Linked DNA regions of Mus musculus: region 1 is linked to region 2. A link is a contact called in public HiChIP or PLAC-seq data. All regions are on one chromosome and are shown on one strand. Each heading gives the region's core, a stretch centred on a gene start, on an enhancer-like site or on the middle of the called end of the contact. The rest is flanking DNA. Distances are from core to core; before and after follow the strand shown.

What was found. HiChIP or PLAC-seq counts read pairs in DNA pulled down with a chosen protein or histone mark.
Region 1: a contact with region 2 is called in an H3K4me3 HiChIP or PLAC-seq map of intestinal villus epithelium, with 4 times the contacts expected there. The contact joins the promoter of Slc2a2 here to the enhancer-like site in region 2. A contact is called at or near these places in 4 of 484 Hi-C or Micro-C datasets (the P5424 cell line, cumulus cells and embryonic stem cells), 1 of 115 datasets of contacts at active chromatin or transcription factors (intestinal villus epithelium) and 2 of 9 other capture datasets (embryonic stem cells and pancreatic islet).

What each region holds. Positions count from the first base shown.
Region 1 is chr3:28,695,795-28,701,801 of GRCm38.p6, forward strand. It overlaps Slc2a2 (solute carrier family 2 (facilitated glucose transporter), member 2), which reads left to right and starts at 2,109. Exons shown (of 11, transcript NM_031197.2): 1 at 2,109-2,237. The coding sequence starts at 2,223.
Region 2 is chr3:28,584,438-28,589,804 of GRCm38.p6, forward strand. All of the region lies in intron 12 of Tnik (TRAF2 and NCK interacting kinase), which reads left to right. Among named protein-coding and RNA genes, the nearest start is that of Gm52603, 100 kb to the right of the region's middle. Within about 2 kb of position 1,349, at least 12 of the 459 cell types and tissues checked have an H3K27ac peak or open chromatin away from gene starts, as enhancers often do. A contact at or near this core is called in intestinal villus epithelium, where this site is marked.

The DNA of each region.
Region 1 (6,007 bases), core at 859-3,358, 110 kb after region 2:
CCTGCCCAAATCAACCTGTGCAATGCGCTCTCTCCACACTCACCCTGCAGGTAGGTTTAGCCCACCCCCAGAGGCTGCACTGTCTAAATGAATTGTGCCTGCAATGGGGGAGGAGCAACGTCCCTGACCTCTGGACGCCCGCTGGAGAGAAACACGGCAGTCTTGGACTCCCAGGTACAGCCCCGCGATGAAGACAAACGCAGTGACTTCAAGGCAGACTTCAAAAGACAAAGGTAGAAAAACAACCCAGGGCAGCTGTCACTCCTGATCGGCACAAGTGTGTTTTGGGCAGAGCCAAGTCAGTGGAAAACAGTTGTCAGGGCATCTCCCCTCTGGATCATCTGTGCTGTGTAGGACTGGACACGTGAGCCCCTGACACATCTTGGGGCGCTGGAAAGCCTAATACCAAAGCGGAGCGCAGCGTGTCTCTCTCTCTCTCTCTCTCTCTCTCTCTCTCTCTCTCTCTCTCTCTCTCTCTCTCTCTCTCTCGATCTCCCTCCCTCTCTTATGCCACCACACCAGCACTGTGCCGAGTAAGCGAGTCCAGCTCTGAGAAGTGCTGAGCAGTTCTTGGCACGGAAGGGAACGCTATAAAGATTAATGTCACTGCTATTAGCCCTTTCCATGCCTGCCTTCTAAGACATTGCACGCTGTGTCCCCACTTCAGTGTAAAGTCCTGGCAGGAGGTGACTGGGTCTCATTGGTGATAAGTTAGAGCATACAACCATGCTGAGCTCTGCTGAAGTTTGGGCTTTGAACTTAGTTGTTTGCCTCCCGTGTTGTCACCTTACAGAAATGTGGACACACATTAAAAACAACAAAAATCTAGGCATGGCCTGACAGTGCCTATAATCCCTGCACTGGAGTGGATCCGTTGGCCTGTCAGCTTGCCCACACGTATGGCTTTCAGAGTCTCTGAGGTCCTGTCGCAAATAGAGACAGGATAATAGGGTAATAGAGGAAGACTCTCAATACTGATTCCTGGCCTTCACACAGAGGAGTACACATATAACACATATACAGAGAGACAGACAGAGAGAGAGAGACAGAGAATGAATGAATGGATGAATGAATGAATGAGAAGAGATGGGAAAACGTCAGACTAATTAAACCCAGTTTCCTTCCGACCTTCATGTTCCTGTCATTTGGCCACCGGTTCTTACATTTCCTCTGCTGTAAACTGGCTCCATCCAGATGGACTGTGTGGATGGCAGTGACCACAGCTGGCAGTCCCAGGGAAGCTACCCAAACTTTGGTATCTCCCCCAGTATTTTTGTATCAGATGCCACAGGGGATTCCTAGGAAGAAACAGGGTCAAGACACGTAAGCAGAATTCACTGGAAAGCCAAGGCTATAGCAAGCACACTACGGCTCCCAACCAGGCTCTCTATGTGTAGCCAAGGCTATCCTACAACTCTCATGTGATCCAGTGAGTCTCCAATGCACAGCCTCCCCAGTTAGAGCATTATAGATGTGCGCCACCGCATCTGGCTCCGCACTCTCATCTTGAGATACACTGACTTAATAATAACAGTAGAAAGCACATTGCCACTATCTACTGAGAACTTTTTCTGTGCCAAACATTTATCACGTTATTTCCCTTAATCCCCTCAACAAAACAAAATGAGTGTGCTATCTTCCCTATTTTATCAGGCCAAAAATCAAACAGTAGAAACCTAAGACACAGAAAAGTCACAGGGTTTGACTCGCTTAAGTTCATCCTCACTAAAATGCTGTGATTCCAACCCCAGTGCAGATCCCTCCACACCTCACACAGATAACCGATGCTGCCACACTCTGTGGCCACAGAGCCCACAGAACTAATTTTCTGCAGAACAAACTGCTCTGTGCCCTCCCAACTTTGTCTTCCCGACACCACTGCATGCCTCGGCTTCCACAAAAGACCCCACAGGCTGCCCCTCTCAGCTGTCCCTGTCCCATTTCTGCCACACTTATCAGGCTGAAAATGGGTCTGTCTCTGGTTTGTAACTTATACTTATGAGACCTGCTACTGTGCTCAAGCCACAAGTCATTGGGGTAAAGGGTGTATTGATTGGATTACCATCAATACTCAGCTTCTGTTAAAAAGGTCAGAACTACCTCTCTTTGCTCCTCCTCCTCCTACAATGTATAACCAGGTAGAGTGAGCACTCTGGCTGGTCAGCTATTCATCCACATTCAGTACAGGACCTGGATTAAGAGGACAATTCCACACACACACAATGTCAGAAGACAAGGTACAGCGACCTTGGGGTCCTTTGGCTTTGGTTTTGAGGAGGTTGGGAATCTATTTAAGGCAGTGAACTTATACGCTGGCACTGGATGCAGTTACCACAGGTCCAGGCTACCTCTTTGCTTGGTCAATTACTAATCCTTTTGGCTACTAAGCAAATTCCATGTTCTTATTCAGTAATCGGACTTTTCAGGATATTTGCTGTTTTGAATAGCTATTGTAAGAATGTACCTACCACCCCCACGATCTGGGGAAAGTTAACAGGACTCAAATCATGAAAGTGGATCTGGAATGTTCAAAAAATGTCCAGGAATGAAAGGTAGTTCTAGATTCAGAGACTGAGAACTGATTGTTGCAGGCGACCTTGGACCATGGGAAGAAGAAGAAATGATCGGATGAAGCACCATCTGGGGGACTATGACCTTGGGCTGACTCTTAGCTAATACTAGCATAGCCTGTGTTGTATTCATGGCTGTGACAGCATTGCAATCAGACAGGGATTTTTGCCTTTGTTCTTAAGGAGAGTACCAGTTGAAGTCGTTAGGAATGAGGTGACACAATTAACCTGCAGCTTAATTTTAAATGGTTCAGCCAAACCAATACGCGTTAAGAAACCAATGTGGTGAGTGTTAGGTAATTACTGGGGAGCAAAGTGAAGGCTGTGGGGTTTTCATTTTCCTGGTATTTCAATGTCTCTGTAGATAGAAGGCTTTTTCAAATAAAACCTTCAAAAGAATGTGTCATTCTTCTGCGCTTACAAGTTCTCCCCAACCCCTGCATACGGCAATGGTGTAGACGTTGATAAATCTTCACCCCTGTTAAGATTCTCGTACACTGACCTGGTGAGGCTGTGCGGAGTGCTCTTTTGTGAGGGACACCACGTATTGTGGAATCAGCCAGGCTCGGGGGTGGGTTCTAATGCTGTGTGTGCTGCTGAGACTCGGACTAGATCAATTGGCCTTTGTGTTTTCTACACTGTGCTAACATAAGGACTCCTGGTGTATGACACGGGCAATCTGGGCTTTCTTTTAGTGATCTGTGAATGAAGTGATCTCTTCGGAGCTCAGAGTCAGTAAAAGACAACATGAGGAAGGCTTAGAGGGCAAATGTTTAAATGTCAGTTATGTATTTGTACAATGCATATTTAAAGAATGACCGAGAAATAGAGATTCTGTGAGTACTATAGCTCAGGATAAAGCTATAGCAGGGAGAACTGTAATGATGATTCACTAACGAAGAACCTGAAATTAGTAAGTACAGGGATGCTGTACAGAGTCGGCAGCTATGGAAAGGCAGCCCTCGTAGGCCTGACGTCTAGACGATGTCAAGAGGAAGGGACGGTGCTTAACAGCACCAGCCCAGGAAGGATGCTCAGGCTCTGCAACTTCCCTGTACTTTAGAGACTAAAGAAAAGCTTTCTTCGAAGAGCTAGGGAACCGTCTAAGGAGAGAGCACAGAGAGTGTGGGGATTGCCATAAAGAACAGCATATTCAGCTCAAGTTTAAGGGCTTAGGCAGGGGGTGGTGCTCAGGAGAGTTAGAGTGTCAGCATAGACAACTCCTTGATGCACAGAAAGTTCAAACAAGGGGTGCTCTCTAAGTTCTCCATTTCTTCTGTTGGAAAATGGAGGTGCCAGATACACACACTATGGCTTAAGTTCCCTTGCAACTGAAAACCCTGCAGTGTGAGGCATAGCTGGCCTTTTTCTAAGTTGGATGTGGACTCACCTTTGGCCTGGCTTTTGGAAGCACGTGGAGGCAAATCATATGCTTTCCTAGTCAATCAGTCATCACTGCAAAGTCCATTCTTTCATTTAGCAGTGGGAGTTTAACTGTTCCCTGCTGGGGTATCTGCCCCCGACTGGATAACCTTCCCTGAGCATGGCTTCCTCAGCCATAGAGTGCAGATCATCTCTCGGGCTTTGCACGTGGTTCTGGATATTATGTATGGAAAGTTGATAGATGGTTGTTGATAAGCCCAGGTCATGACATGACAGTCATATGACTAACAGACCTCCGTTGTGTGCCCTCTACTTAAAGAACAGCACAAGATGCCTCCAGTCAACAGTCACAGCATCCCCGTCCTGTAATCCTCCTGCCACCTGCTGTCACTGCTCTTCCATAGCTAAAGGAACTGGGGCATAGGGGTACTGGAGGCCATGTAGGACCCCTTTCTCAGTCTTCTGACTTTCTCCACTGCTTGTCCATGCCAACAGATGACACATGACTTCTAAGCCACAAAATAAATTCCACATTTTCTCTCATGTAAAGGCTCAGCTACTTCCTTAATTTGTTTAACATTTTTTATTCTTTCTGTGTGTGTGTGTGTGTAGTGTGTGTGTGTGTGTGTGTGTGTGTGTGTGTGTGCATGCAAGTGTATTAGTGTGTCCATGTACAAGTGTGATGTGTATGTGGTCTGTATGATGTGTGTGAATGTGTGGTATGTATCTGTGTGAGAGTGTGTGTCTGTGTCTGATATGTGTGTGTGTTATATTGTGGTATATGTGTGTGGTGTGCGTCTCTGTGTATCATGTGTGCGTGTGTGTGTGTGTGTAGTATGTGTATGTTGTGTTGTGGTATATGTCTGTGATGTGTGTCTGTGTGTCTGTGTCTGTGTGTGTCATGTATGTGTCTGTGTTTGGTATGTTACGTGGTATGTGTCTGTGTGTAGTAGGTGTATCGTGTTTGTCTGTTTGGTATGTGTCTATGTGTGAGTGATTGACTGGTATGTGTCTGTGTGTGAATATGTGTCTGTGTGTGGTATGTGCAGTATGGAATATGTGTGGTGTGTATGTATGTGCGATTGTAGTATGAGGGGGCTGTGTGTGTCCAGTGACCATGTGTTCTTGTCACAGTGCACATGTGCACACAAGACTACTTCCAGGAGTCAGTTCTCACTTTCCTCCATGTTTGTCCCAGGAATTGAATACAAGTTGTCACCAAGTTTGGTGGCACTTGCCTTTAGCTGCTGAGCCATCGCCCTGAGCCTCTCGCTATGGTTCTTCTTATTCTATCCTTCTGTGTGTATCTGCAGTATATTTTAAGTTGGACATGGGAACTAGTTTCTCTGACCAAAATTTATTAAGCCCCAAGTAAAAATTGAGTTTTAAAAAATGCTTCCAGCTTAGTTATCTCATGGCCTGTGAAGAAATTTAGAAAAAAAAAAGACCTTAAGATTTTTTTTCTACTTACCTTCTGTACAAGTTCTGCCCATTTCCACATTCCCCCCTTATTCAAGCACTGACAAACAGCAGGGTCTTTGAGAGAATAGGCAAAGCCTTTAGAGATCCAAGGCCTCCACTGAATGAGATACCAGCTAAACTGCTTTCCTTAGCTCTGCCTACCTGCTCCCACCGAGCACTTCGCCATTAGAATGGGTGAATGGGTGTAGTTGGGATTTTTTTTTTTGTGCTTAGTGGTTTTCATAAAAATTCCCTGTCATGAACAAATGTTTTTCAATAGACAGCCACAGCACCTAATGACTTTGCAAGCATAGGATCTCTCAGGACCTTGAGATGGAATGGCCTGGTCCAGGCTCATCGAGAAGCATTAAGCCTAACATCATACACTCCTGAAAGTTCCAGACTTGTCAGGACCTGAGGGCTGCAATGTTCCAAGGACATGGCAGCCATTGTCGGCTGTGATGATGGAGGAAGACCATCCTTAGCCAGGGAGCATGCTGGCCTCTGCAACCAAAGAGTCCTCGATTTACAGCCAGCCAGCTAAGAGTCCTACCACAGGAAGTGAAGTCTATGACCAACTAAAAGTTTTCTTC
Region 2 (5,367 bases), core at 99-2,598:
TTTATCAGTTTACTCATTTACAAAGTGGATAGTGATCACCTGAAAGATTGAATTAATTTATAAAATATGTTTCTAACAGTATCTGGTAATACTGGGCACAGTGACATATGCCTGCAATCCCAGCACTTGGGAGAAGGAAGCAGAAATATCAGGAGTTCAAGGTTAGTATGGTATCTATAACAAATTTGAGGCCAGCTTGGGCTATGCATGACCATGTCCCAAGACAAACAACAAAAGGGAGGATGCCTCAGTGAGTTCCAGAGGGCTTGGTTTTTGTAGCAGATGGTCTGACTTTGTCTGCAGTTCCTGAACCCTGTGGAGGGAGAGGTTTAATCTCAATGCTACAGTTAAGAGATGCCGCTGAAATGTCCTCACCACCACACAAACCCGTTCCGGTGCTTTGCAAGAACTACCTGGTATCTTATGCCTACAGCATCTACTGTTACAAAATAAGATTAGAACTGGACAGGTACTAACCCCTGGTGTATCTAGAGTGCCTTTTATGACATGCATGAAGAATTAGTCAAAGCCTGCCTGGACAGGCATCACAGGTCACAGACATGACCTCCATCATGCAGGGTCTGCTCAGAGCCTCTTTGATCATGGTGAGTCCATGTGTCTTGTATCTCAATTTTCTTAGTTATTCCTAACCTAAACAGAAGTGAACAACAGAATGGTTTTTTTCTTCATTGACATGTTTTTTCATGTGACATTGAGGTGAAACTGTTTTCATTTCTACTCTTGTTTCCTTCTGTGAACGACTTGAGTAGACCATCACCTGGGCAGTGATCTCAGCCAATTTTTCTCAAAAAGCAAGAATCCCTGCAGCAGCATTTTTTTTCCAATTGGCTCACTTACTTGCTGCCCTGTCTCGTTACAAACCCATGGGCTTTAGGTACCACATTCCGATTTTTTTTAAACAAATAATGTTGAAAAATATACCTTGTTATTTGTTGAGTCATTGTGATATCTCTACATTCAAATAAATCCTGCCAAATATCTTCAGCACAGGAAATGTTTAAAGAGTTTTCCAGTCTACAGGGGATATAATTTAGTGCCTTCAGTGTCTACTCAGAATGCTAGAATGGCTCTCTCTGTGAAGGGAATGTCCACAAACTCTTTTATAATATACTTGCTTCAATAGCACTCAACTCCAGGGTCTCTCACTAAGGCTTGAGAATGCTAGGGCAGGAATCTGAAGAGTTTTTATCTGTGTTTGATGTTAATACTAAGCTATAGAGCCTTGTGTGTTAGGGATGACCATTGGACCATTCTTTTTCCTCTGTGTGGAGGTACCTGGGAAGTCCCAGTCGCTGTTCCTAGGGAAACTGAGACTTGGGAGATAAGCGGGAGCTCGTGAATAATCACATTAACCACTATTCATAGCAGAGACAGAATTAGATTGCTTCGTTAAGCTTGCTCAGGGAAAAAAAAATCAACCTAGAACCTGTCTTCCTCCTTTTGTTCATAAAGACCAGCTTGCACATGCGTACCTTGTGAGCTTAGCCACGGGCTTCCTGCTGACCAAAGGTCGCCTTGAGTGGAAAAGAGGCTTCCTTCTGGCCACTGATTAGAACAAATGTAGAAGCAAAAGGATGGAGTATTGCTAGTCTGTCTAGCTTTCCCATGGCTCTCTGGTTATTGTTTCTATGAAGAAAGGGGAAAGGACAGGATCGAGACAGAAAAGGGAAAACTACGAGAAGAACAGAGCATGTTTCACTGGGCCTACATGCATGTGTCAGAACTATGCAAAGTGTATGCACTGGCTCTCCACCTACCAAGGACTGGACTTAGGCAAGATGCTTGCCTGGGTGCGGTAGTTTCCTTGTCTGTGCAGTGGAAGTGAGGAGTGTATCTGGCTCAAGGGGAAGGGAAACTACATGAGTAACAGCCTCAGGACTGAACATGATATCACAGAGGTACATGATATCACAAGCTCACAGAACTTTGATCCTATTACTTGGCTTGAGTATTTCTTTTATTCTATTTATTACACTCTTGTGTTATAAAATCAGAGGTGTCTGGCCACCTCATCATTCTTGTGCCCTACCTCTTACAAGACAAAAGCTTAGGATCCTACTCTCAAGTGTAAGGCATGTCACGGGTACGACTGCCCTAAGTCTACAATGGTTAGTCTTCAATGGTCTTTCCCAAGTTCAAAATTGGGCAAATGCTAAGCCAACGTGGGATTTCCAGGTGTATGAATGTCTGTGTCACAAGTACAGCTCCTGGAAAGCTCGATGTGGACAGTCCCCTTCAAGGTCAGAAGCACACGTGATGTGTGGCCCCAGTAGTGCTTTCATTCAGAGAAGCTTTGATCAGAGAGCCCCTGAGATGAGGAGAAAGATTGAGGCTCTTCCTGAGAAGCTGGGTATCAGCTCCCATCAGCTGCTTTCCAGTCTTCAACAAGACTGGATCTGTGACAGTCTCAGCGGGAGTCCTCCCTCTCACTGCTTCCAGGAAGTCACCCTGGAACCCTCCAGGGGCAACCCAGAACTCTTGATTTCGCTTCTGATCCTGAATCTGTTGTTGTTGTTGTTGTTGTTGTTGTTGTTGTTGTTGTTGTTGTTTTCCTCTCCACAGCAGCACATCCTTGCTCTGGCCCTCAGAACAAATAAACTTTGAAAGTCACCTATTGGACCACTGCATTAAAAGTTTAGAGGAGAGTATCTGATTCAACCTACAACCCTGATTCAGTCATTAAACAATTATTTGTAAAGGACACTATTATGGTCTTATTAGAGACTTTAAAGAATTGGTTGGCATTTAGTCTAGCCTCTGCCGCACTGGCAAGAGCTAGATGTGCCTGACTCACTATAAAAGGGGCTGTTTGCCCCCTCCTCACTGTCTTGCTCTCTTCCTCTCTTCTCTTCTTATTCCTCCTTCCTTACTCTCTTCCCCCTTTCTCCCCATTCCTCTCCCCCCTCCACATGCTCATGGCCAGCCCCTGTCTCTGTCTCTGTATCTGTCTCTCTCTATCTCTGTGTCTCTCTGTCTCTCTCTCTCTTTCTCTGCCTCTGTTACCCCCTCAACTCCCCTCCTCATGCCTTAAATAAACTCTATTCTATACTATACCATCCTGTGCTGGTCCCTGCGAGGGCGTGTGTGGAGGGCGAGGGATGTTTCAGCATGGGCCACCAGAGGCACCTCCTTCACCCACACCGTACCTCACCTCCACCAAACATATCCCTGGCTTCTCCATCTTTTTATAAAACACAACAGAATCTAATCTTAATTGTTCTGATCTAGCATTCCTTCTCCTTCTCTGTTGTGTTTTATAAAAAAAAAAGAATCAAGTATATGTTTTGTAGAGCACAGTATGGTGAGGTGGGATGAGTGCCTAAGCAGGCCCATGCTGAGGAATCCCTTACCGCTGAGGGACCATTGGGTATAGTACAGAATAGTTTATTTAGGGCATAGGAAGGGAAGTTGAGAAGGGAGTAATGACAGGGAAAGAGAGCCAGACACACACATTCACACACACACACACACACACACACACAAACACACACACACACACACACACACACACGAAGTGAGAGGGAGGAAGAGAAAGGGAGAGAGGGAGAAAGAGATCCGGGAGAGATGAGTCAGAAAGAGAGAGAAGGAGCAGAAAGCAAGGAGGGGCCAAACAGGCCCTTTTATAGCAAGCCAGGCCTACCTAGCTGTTGCCAGGTAACTGTTCGGCGGAGTGTAGAAGGAATGCCAACACTCTCCCTACCCCATGATATTAATATTATAATTAGGAAATAGTCTCAAATGTGGATGTTCCCTGAGTTCATATAATGAGAAATGTATGTATAAAAGATGGGCATAGCAGGGCCTAGCAAACACAGAAGTAGATGCTCATAGTCAGCTATTGGATGGATCACAGGGCCCCCCAATGGAGGAGCTAGAGAAAGTACCCAAAGAGCTAAAGGGATCTGCAACCCTATAGGTGGAACAACAATATGAACTAACCAGTACCCCCCGGAGCTTGTGTCTCTAGCTGCATATGTATCAGAAGATGACCTAGTCGGCCATCAGTGGAAAGAGAGGCCCATTGGTCTTGCAAACTTTATATGCCTCAGTACAGGGGAACACCAGGGCCAAGAAGTGGGAGTGGGTGGGTAGGGGAGTGGTGGGGGGGAGGGTATGGGGGACTTTTGGGATAGCATTGGAAATGTAAATGAAGAAAATACCTAATTTAAAAAAAGATGGGCATAGAACCAAGCAAGGCTTGTTTGTTATTAATATCTGTTATCTTTCTCTATAACTTTTCTTCATTCTAAAAGGAGAACTTAATGGGGTTTATAGCAGATACTACAACAACTAAAACTATAATGTATAAGAAAATAAACTAAAAAGGGGACTTGCAAACTTTATATGCCCCAGTACAGGGGAACGCCAGGGCCAAAAAGTGGGAGTGGGTAGGTAGGGGAGTTGGGGGGAGGGTATAGGGGACTTTTGGGATAGCATTGGAAATGTAAATGAGGAAAATACCTAATAAAAAATTTTAAAAAGAAAAAGAAAATAAACTAAAAAGGAACATGAAATAGAAGAGGAACATGAGTTGAAAGCAGAAGCTGGGTTGATTCCTAACATACCCATATAAGTTGACATTCAGGGAGTATAGACAGCAGATATAGCCATCAGTATGGCTCTGGGCTTCCTAGCACCCAACAAAGGAGGGAAAGACAAACAGTAAAGACCCAAGTTGTCCATCAGAGAAGGTGCGTTCTGTAATGACCATGCCCAAGAGTGACAATTTATATCCACAACTGTGAGAAGTCTGTTGTTTAAGAGGTGACCTCTAGCAAAAACACAAAGATTGCTAACTTTAATATGTCTTCATTAAAATCAACTAACCAGTTTACTTAAAAACAACATCCTCCTAGGAGTGTCCTAACTGGAGGAACAAGCAGAGGATCAGAACCGAACCCCACCTGTCCTTGTCAATTTGACTGGATTTAGAATTATCTAGGAAGCATACCTCTGGTTGTGTCTGAGACTGTCTACAGAGAGGATTAGCTGAGGAGGGTGATAACATCCCCTGGGCCAGCGGTCCAGACTAGATAAAGAGACAGATGAAAGGAGAAGGCAAGCTGAACTTTCATCTCTGCTTCCTGACCCAGCTTCCTTCCTTCCTTCCTTCCTTGCTTGCTTTTATCAGGTATGTTGCCACAGTAATAGAAAAACTAGCAAGTATACTTCTCTCATTGGTGTAAGAAAAAGCACTAACCTACACTAAAATAAGGTAATGATTGTATTAATCCAGAGAACATGTTAATTCCCCAACCAGGAAAAACCATGAAGACTCTATTAAGAACTAACAGAATTTTGAATTTTAAGGAATTCAAGTTTTGACAGTGTCTCAAAGAAGATATA